Regions from separate parts of the Macaca mulatta genome. Here region 2 is linked to region 1. A link is a contact called in public Hi-C data. All regions are on one chromosome and are shown on one strand. The core of a region is the stretch at or near the end of the contact, and the rest is flanking DNA. Distances in the headings are between cores, read along the strand shown.

What was found. A called contact is a pair of places that touch in the nucleus more often than the background predicts.
Region 2: a contact with region 1 is called in a Hi-C map of fetal cortex germinal zone, with 3 times the contacts expected there. The contact joins the promoter of DDX49 here to the promoter of UBA52 in region 1. A contact is called at or near these places in 2 of 14 Hi-C or Micro-C datasets (fetal cortex germinal zone and fetal cortical plate).

Annotation. Positions count from the first base shown.
Region 1 is chr19:19,120,456-19,124,094 of T2T-MMU8v2.0, reverse strand. UBA52 (ubiquitin A-52 residue ribosomal protein fusion product 1) reads right to left here and starts at 1,571. Exons shown (of 5, transcript NM_001195756.1): 1 at 1,537-1,571; 2 at 47-160. The coding sequence starts at 149.
Region 2 is chr19:19,476,256-19,479,805 of T2T-MMU8v2.0, reverse strand. It overlaps DDX49 (DEAD-box helicase 49), which reads right to left and starts at 1,434. Exons shown (of 13, transcript XR_013409262.1): 1 at 1,290-1,434; 2 at 271-394. It overlaps COPE (COPI coat complex subunit epsilon), which reads left to right. Exons shown (of 11, transcript NM_001194660.2): 2 at 1,766-1,919. The coding sequence starts at 1,794.

The DNA.
Region 1 (3,639 bases), core at 322-2,821:
GATTCCCAGTCCATAGCCAGAGCCCCCACACCCAGTCCCGACTCACCCTCCTTGTCTTGAATTTTGGCTTTGACATTCTCAATGGTGTCACTGGGCTCGACCTCGAGGGTGATGGTTTTGCCCGTGAGGGTCTTCACAAAGATCTGCATGTTTGCGTCTGCTGGAGGAAGAGAGGCAGGAGAGACTGGTGAGCAATGCATGCCTGAGTGGCGCAAGCTCAGGTGCCTACACCCCAGATGCTATCCCTTTGCCTGCACCGAGCCCAACTGGTCCTGCCCCAGTACCTGTCTTCCTTCCACTCCTCCAAGCCTGGCCCTACTAAGCTTCTCACACACCCTGGCCTGGAGTCTACACATGTCCTGGAACTAAGGACCACATGTCCTCCACCCTCCTGACTGCATGGGCGCTCTTCAGGAACACAGACTGTGGTTATTCTCCTTAGGCTTAGCAGCAGAAGGACCCGTCAGTATCTCCTGATGGAATAAATACCCTTTGGCATCATCTTGTCAGATTCATCTTCCCTGAGAACCGTCCCACCCTCTCCCACCACAGCCACGTCCTGATCTCCTCCACAGGTTGCTCCTGCTGCCAGCCTGGATGGGAAGCCATCCCCTACAACACACATGCCTTCCTGTCGCAGCCTCTCTCCTCTCTCTAACTCCAAGCTGGGGCACCCAACACTCTTAGCTTCCTTCTCAATTACGCCAAAACTCTCCAGACCCCACTTCTTGCCTTGACCCCAAACCACAAACGTCACTTAGTATCTACCAACCACTTGCCAAGCATTGTTTACATATAAAAGTTGACTTAAAAAGGCAAAAGAATCGACCGGGTGCAGGGGCTCAAGCCTGTAATCCCAGCACTTTGGGAGGCCGAGGCAGACGGATCATTTGAGGTCAGGAGTTCAAGATGAACCTGGCCAACACGGTGAAACCCCGTCTCTACTAAAAACACAAAAAATCAGCTGGGCGTGGTGGCGGGCGCCTGTAATCCCAGCTACTCGGGAGGCTGAGGCAGGAAAATCGCTCGAGCCCGGGAGGTGGAGGTTGCAGTGAGCCGAGAACTCCAGCTTAGGCGACAGAGCAAGACTCCTTCTGAAAAAAATACAAATAGTCTAAAGAAGAGTCTAAAAGGCAGACGCTACCACCAGCCCCTCCTTACAGACACAGTAACGGAGCCAAGTATGAACACTCAGCTCGAGGAATTTAGTATTTCCAAAGTATTTACACGCAGTGACTGGCAGAGTTAACGCTACATGCTCAATACCCCTCTCTCATTAACTCGGATCTGCCCAGAGGACGCCTTCCCGCCCGAGGCCTCGTGGGGTCACGCTGGCAGGCAGAGCACGCAGGCTCCTCTCCAAAACGGCGCTCGCCTCCTGGGCCCAGGTCTGGGCTCGGAACCGCGACCTCGAGAGCCCTGCCCAGCCACCCCGCCGAGACTGGCCCGCATGAGCCGGTTCAGGGCCACCTCTTCTGCCGCCCACGCCCCTGCGGCCTCCCGCAGGCCCCCACCCGCCCCCGGACCGGCGCGCACCCCCTCGACCGCCGCCACCAACCAGCTCAGTCGCCTCGCTGAAGAAAAAGAGGACGGCGGAACCGGAAACCACCTAATCTCCGCCGAAGGCGCTTGCGCACGGAGCACGCCGGACGCCTGCGTCACAATTCGCGCCGCGCCTTGGGCCCCGTCCTGCCGCCATCTTGGATGCTGGCAAACGAAGCCGCAGCGCACGTGGGTGAGCGTCGCCCACCCGCTTCCGGGTATGGGCCCCGCCCGCCGACTCACTAGAGGAGATGATTGCACCTCTCCTGGTGTTTGCGCCCGCTGCCTCTGGGCCACTGACAACCGCTGACGCTTGGCGGGTCCTCAGCGAATACTTGAACGGAGTAGAGGAGAACGTTTTCTAATAAAGCAAAGGTATTAAGCAGAGGACTGCGGGTCCAGGACGCACGAATCGGGGCTGGGAAAGCACCTAACACCTGGAATCGGTTGTTATAAAGCTTTCGGCCGCTGTGCCTGAATGGATTTCAGGACAGCAGCAGGGAGAGCTGACGGGACTACCGCATTCGACCAGAAAGGTGGTGGTGCCTGACAAAAGGTTCCAAGCGGGACTCAAGGTCTTTTGTTTTTGTGACGGAGTTTCGCTCTTGTTGCCCAGGCTGGAGTGCAGTGGCGGGATCTTGACTCACCGCAACCTCCGCTACCCGAGTTCAAGCAATTCTCCTGCCTCAGCCTTCCTAGTAGCTGGGATTACAGGTGTGCGCCACCATGCCCAGCTAATTTTGTATTTTTAGTAGGGGACGGGGGGGGGGGGGTCTCGAACTCGCGATCTCAGGTGATCCGCCCGCCTCGGCCTCCCAAAGTGCTGGGATTACAGGCGTGAGCCACTGCACCCGGCAGGGTCTCTTTTCAATGTAGGATCCAGATTTGTGGGTGGCTAAAAAGTGCCAGGGCAGGCTGGGCCCGGTAGTTCACGCCTGCATTTTGGGAGGCAGAGGCAGGTGGATCACCTTAGGTGGGGAGTTGGAGACCAGCCTGACCAACATGGAGACACCCCATCTTTACTAAAAACACAAAATTAGCTGGGCATGGTGGTGCATGCCTGTAATCCCAGCTACTCAGGAGGCTGAGGCAGGAGAATCACTTGAACCTGGGAGGTGGAGGTTGCAGTGAGCTGAGTTCATGCCACAGCACTGCAGCCTGGGCAACAGAGTGAGAGTCTATCTCAAACAAACAAACAAAAAAAGGGCCAGGGCGAGTGCAGTGGTTCACACTTGTAATCCCAGCACTTTGGGAGGTCAAAGAGGGAGGATTACTTGAGACCAGGAATTCAAGACCAGCCTGGAAAACATAGCAAGACCCTGAATCTACAAAAAAACAAAAAAATTTTTTTAATTATCCAGGTGTGGTGGTGCGCACCTGTAGTCCCAGCTACTTAAGAGGTTGGAGGATTGCTTGAGCCCAGGGTTTTGAGGTTGCAGTGACCCATGATTGGACCACTACACTCCAGCTTGGGCAACAAAGAGAGATGCTGTCTCCAAAAAAATAAATAAATAAAAAATACAAAAGTGCTGAGTACAGAGAAGATGGGGAGCAATGAGAAGTCACCTATAGGCTTAACAGGGGTACCTGTTTATTTCCTTGAACATTTGCAGGCGTTACTATACCAGGCAAAAGCAGACACTCTAATGTCTGGGAAGATGTCTTTAGGAACATAATTTCTTTTTCTTTTTTGAGAGAAGAGTTTCGCTCTTGTTGCCCAGGCTAGAGTGCAGTGATGCGAACTTGGCTCACTGCGACCTCTGCCTCCTAGATTCAAGCAATTCTGCCTCAGCCTCCCAAATAGCTGGGTTTACAGGTGTGCACCACCATGCCCAGCTAATTTTTGTATTTTTAGTAGGGACGGGGTTTCACCATGTTAGCCAGGCTGGTCTCGAACTCCTGACCTCAGGTGATCCACCCGCCTCAGCCTCCCAAAGTACTGGGATTACAGGCATGAGCCACCAAGCCCGGTCGTAACAACATAATTTCTAAGTACTCAGAAGATGAGGTAACCCTCGGAGTGTGTCTGATGGGAAATGGATTTAGTGTGGCTCCCAGATCTGGAGGAAGACTGAGATCTGGAGGAGGAATTATGAA
Region 2 (3,550 bases), core at 185-2,684, 360 kb before region 1:
GGATGGGGTTTCTCCATGTTGGTCAGGCTGGTCTCGAACTCCTGGCCTCAAGTGATCCGCTCACCTGGAGCTCCCAAAGTGCTGGGATTACAGGTGTGAGCCACTGCACCCGGGCCATCTGGTTTAATTCTGCAGGACCCCTAAGAAGCGGGTAGCAAGATTTTCATCCTCATCTCACACGTGGGAAAAGGGCGCTCAGAGAGGGAAAGGTGCTTGCCCAAGAGAACACAGCTGGTTAACCCATACCCAGGAGGCCTGCTGGGGGCTCACCTGGTGGGTGTCAGGACGAGGCAGAAGATGCCATAGGGATCCTCAGAAAGCTTCTGCAAGATGGGAAGGACAAACGCTGCTGTCTTCCCACTGCCTGTCTTGGCACAGCCCAAGCAGTCTCGACCTGGGTTGAGGACAAAGCAGCATCAATACCCTCCATGTGTGGACAGCCATTCCACTGGGCACAGTGTACAACAGCTTACAAAGCGTTTAGTGAGCAATCACTGTGCGTCAAGTCCTGTGTGCCAGTAAGCCTTTTCCATTCTGGGCATACTGACCACTTTCCACTGGCAACGGACAAATCCTAGGAAGGGATTATCATCTCCATTTAACAGAAAGGAAAACTGGGTTTCAGAGACCTGCCCAGGACACACAGCCAGTGAGGAGCAGGCTGGACTGGAACCCATATGTATTTGACCTGAGATGCCCACAGCTTCCCACCACCTCATTCTAACTCCCTCCAGGAGCACATGAACTTGGGGAACCCAGAATTCCCTTCCCTCATAGGCATCTTGTGCTCCCTGTTGACCCCTTCATTTGTTTATTTAATCCCTGACTTGTCACATCTTAGGCTTCCTGTGGGCCTCTCTTTAATGGCCAAACTGGGTTGGGCTAGAGAAGCAGAGAGAAGACCTGCTCCTAGAGGAGCAATCACAGGACCAAGGAGTCCTGGATCTACCAGCAATTTTGACAGCCTCAACTTCTATTTGTAAAATAAAAATAGCAGTACCAGGTCTGCAGGATTTTGCGATACTATCGATTAGTCATTCATCAAACCCTCCCTGTGCTGAGACTATGAAAATTTCAGAGATTACATCAGTTGTGTACGGACATAAAGCGAGTCGGTCATGCAAGCTAAATGCCAACACTGTCCAGTCGGCCTCCGGAACCCCGGATCTCCTGTAACGCCGGAGGTTACCCCTCGCCTCGTGGAACCGGAATGAGCAAAGGCTGCGAGAAGGGAAAGGGGTCGAGAGGAGCGGAGACGCCTCTTGGGGAAGGCACCGAGCCATACTTACCCTCCAGGATGGCGGGAATGCAGCCGAGCTGCACGGGCGTGGGCTGCTTCAAACCCAGCTGCCGACATTGTGCCACTAGCCACGACGACAGCCCGAGCTCCGCGAAGCCTGACATCCCTGTGACCAGCCGTGTGGGGGCCCGTGTGATCTGCGCTTCCGGCGCGCGCCGACGACGTCACGAGAAAAACTCTTCCTGTTTATTGGATCTGCCTCCTGCGTGGTCCCACCTTCTCCAGCTCCCTCAGCCCATTCCCAGCCTCGACCGCATCTTTATCATGTTTCCCCGGATCCCATTGGCTTGCAGAAACACACTACAATTCCCGAGATGCCCTGCGTGACGCACTTACGTCTCCCGCCCCCTTGCTTATCATTGTGGAGCTTCCCATTGGCTTACTTCGCCGCCACTCGGAAAAAGTAAACTACATTTCCCAGCGTGCCCGTGAAGGTGTCTTGCTTCCGGCCGACGTGTCTTTCAGGAAGAGGAGCCGGTGAGAAGACAGCGACATGGCGCCTCCGGCCCCCGGCCCGGCGTCCGGCGGCTCCGGGGAGGTGGATGAGCTGTTCGACGTAAAGAACGCCTTCTACATCGGCAGCTACCAGCAGTGCATAAACGAGGCGCAGCGGGTGAAGGTGCGGCAGCGCAGGGGCGCGGGGACGCTGGGGGCGGAGGCGGAGGACGCTTCCTGGTGGCTGCGAGCAGTGTTCTGCATCTAAAAACTTTCCCTTTTCTTCTCGCGTTTTTTGGGCACTTCTTCACAGTTCAGTGAGGAGTAATCACTGTCCCATGACAGAACCCAGAGCAGTAACAGTTTACGGTACTGCTCACTCGTACAGCGCTCGCTCTGCGCCGTTGAAGGCGTTTTGAGTAAGGGAGGTGTTTATGCCACTGTAGTTACAGTAAGTGTTTTTTGTCCAGCCATACGTTCAGTTCCCGTGAGGTGGAGACTGTTGTTTATCCTCATTTTACGGATGAGAACCCTAGAGTTCAGAGAGGGACGTTTCCCTGCCCACCGATCCTGGTTATTTCTCTCAGAGCTTAACCATTCATTCATTCATCCTTCATTGAGCACTTTTATGGACGGGCACTGTATTCCGCTGGACTCAGAATGATAACACAGTTTCCCAGCTTAGTGGCTCAAACACCTTTAATTCCAGCGCTTTGCGAGGCCGAGGCGGCCGTATCGCATGCGCCCAGGAGTTTGAGACCAGCTTGGGCAACATGGAGAAACCCTGGGTGTACCAAAAATACAAAAATTAGCCGGGCGTGGTGGCGGGCACCTGTAATCCCAGCTACCGGGAGGCTGAGACAGGAGAATTGCTTGAACCCGGAGGCGGAGGTTGCAGTGAACCGAGATCGCGCCACTGGCACCCCAGCCTGGGTGACAAAGTTGTAAGAATTAAAGAAAGAGGAAAGAAACACGAAAGGTGACTTGCCAGTCAAGACAGGTTTATTTTAGAGAAAACAAACCTGAGAGGCGCCTTCTGGCCGAGTTGGGTCAGAGGCACACTCTTTTACAGACTGAGTTTTTAAGGATTCAGGGTGAGAGAGTTTATCAGAGGCTTGAATTGCTTCTGTGTCTCTTTGTTGTGCTTATCTGGGAGGGAGAGTTATGTGTCTGTTCCCATACGTCTTTCTTGGTTCTTTTTCCTTCTTTCTTTTTTTATTTTTTTTGAGATGGAGTCTAGCCGTGTCGCCAGGCTGGAGTGCAGTGGCGTGATCTCGGCTCACTGCAACCTCCGCCTCCCAGGGTCAAGCGACATAATCTCACTGTGTGTCACCCAGGCTGGAGTGCAGTGGCACAATCACAGCTCACTGCATCCTCCTCCTCCTGGGTTCAAGCAATTCTTCTCCCAAGTAGCTGGGATTACAGGTGCCCACCACCACACCCGTTTAATTTTTGTTTTTTGTTTTTGACGTGGAGTCTTGCTCTGTTGCCCAGGCTGAAGTGCAGTGGCACGATCCTGGCTCACCACAACCTCTGCCTCCCAGGTTCAAGCGGTTCTCCTGCCTCAGCCTCCAGAGTAGCTGGGACTACAGGCGCCCGCCACCACGCCCGGCTAATTTTTGTATTTTTACTAGTGATGGGGTTTCACTGTGTTGGCCAGGCTGGTCTCTAACTCCTGACCTTGAGATCCGCCTGCCTCAGCCTCCCAAAGTGCTGTGATTACAGGCGTGAGCCACCGTGCCTGGCCAGGAATACTTTTTTTTTTTTTTTTTTTTTTTTTGGAGACAGAGACTCCCTCTGTCACCTAGGCTGGAG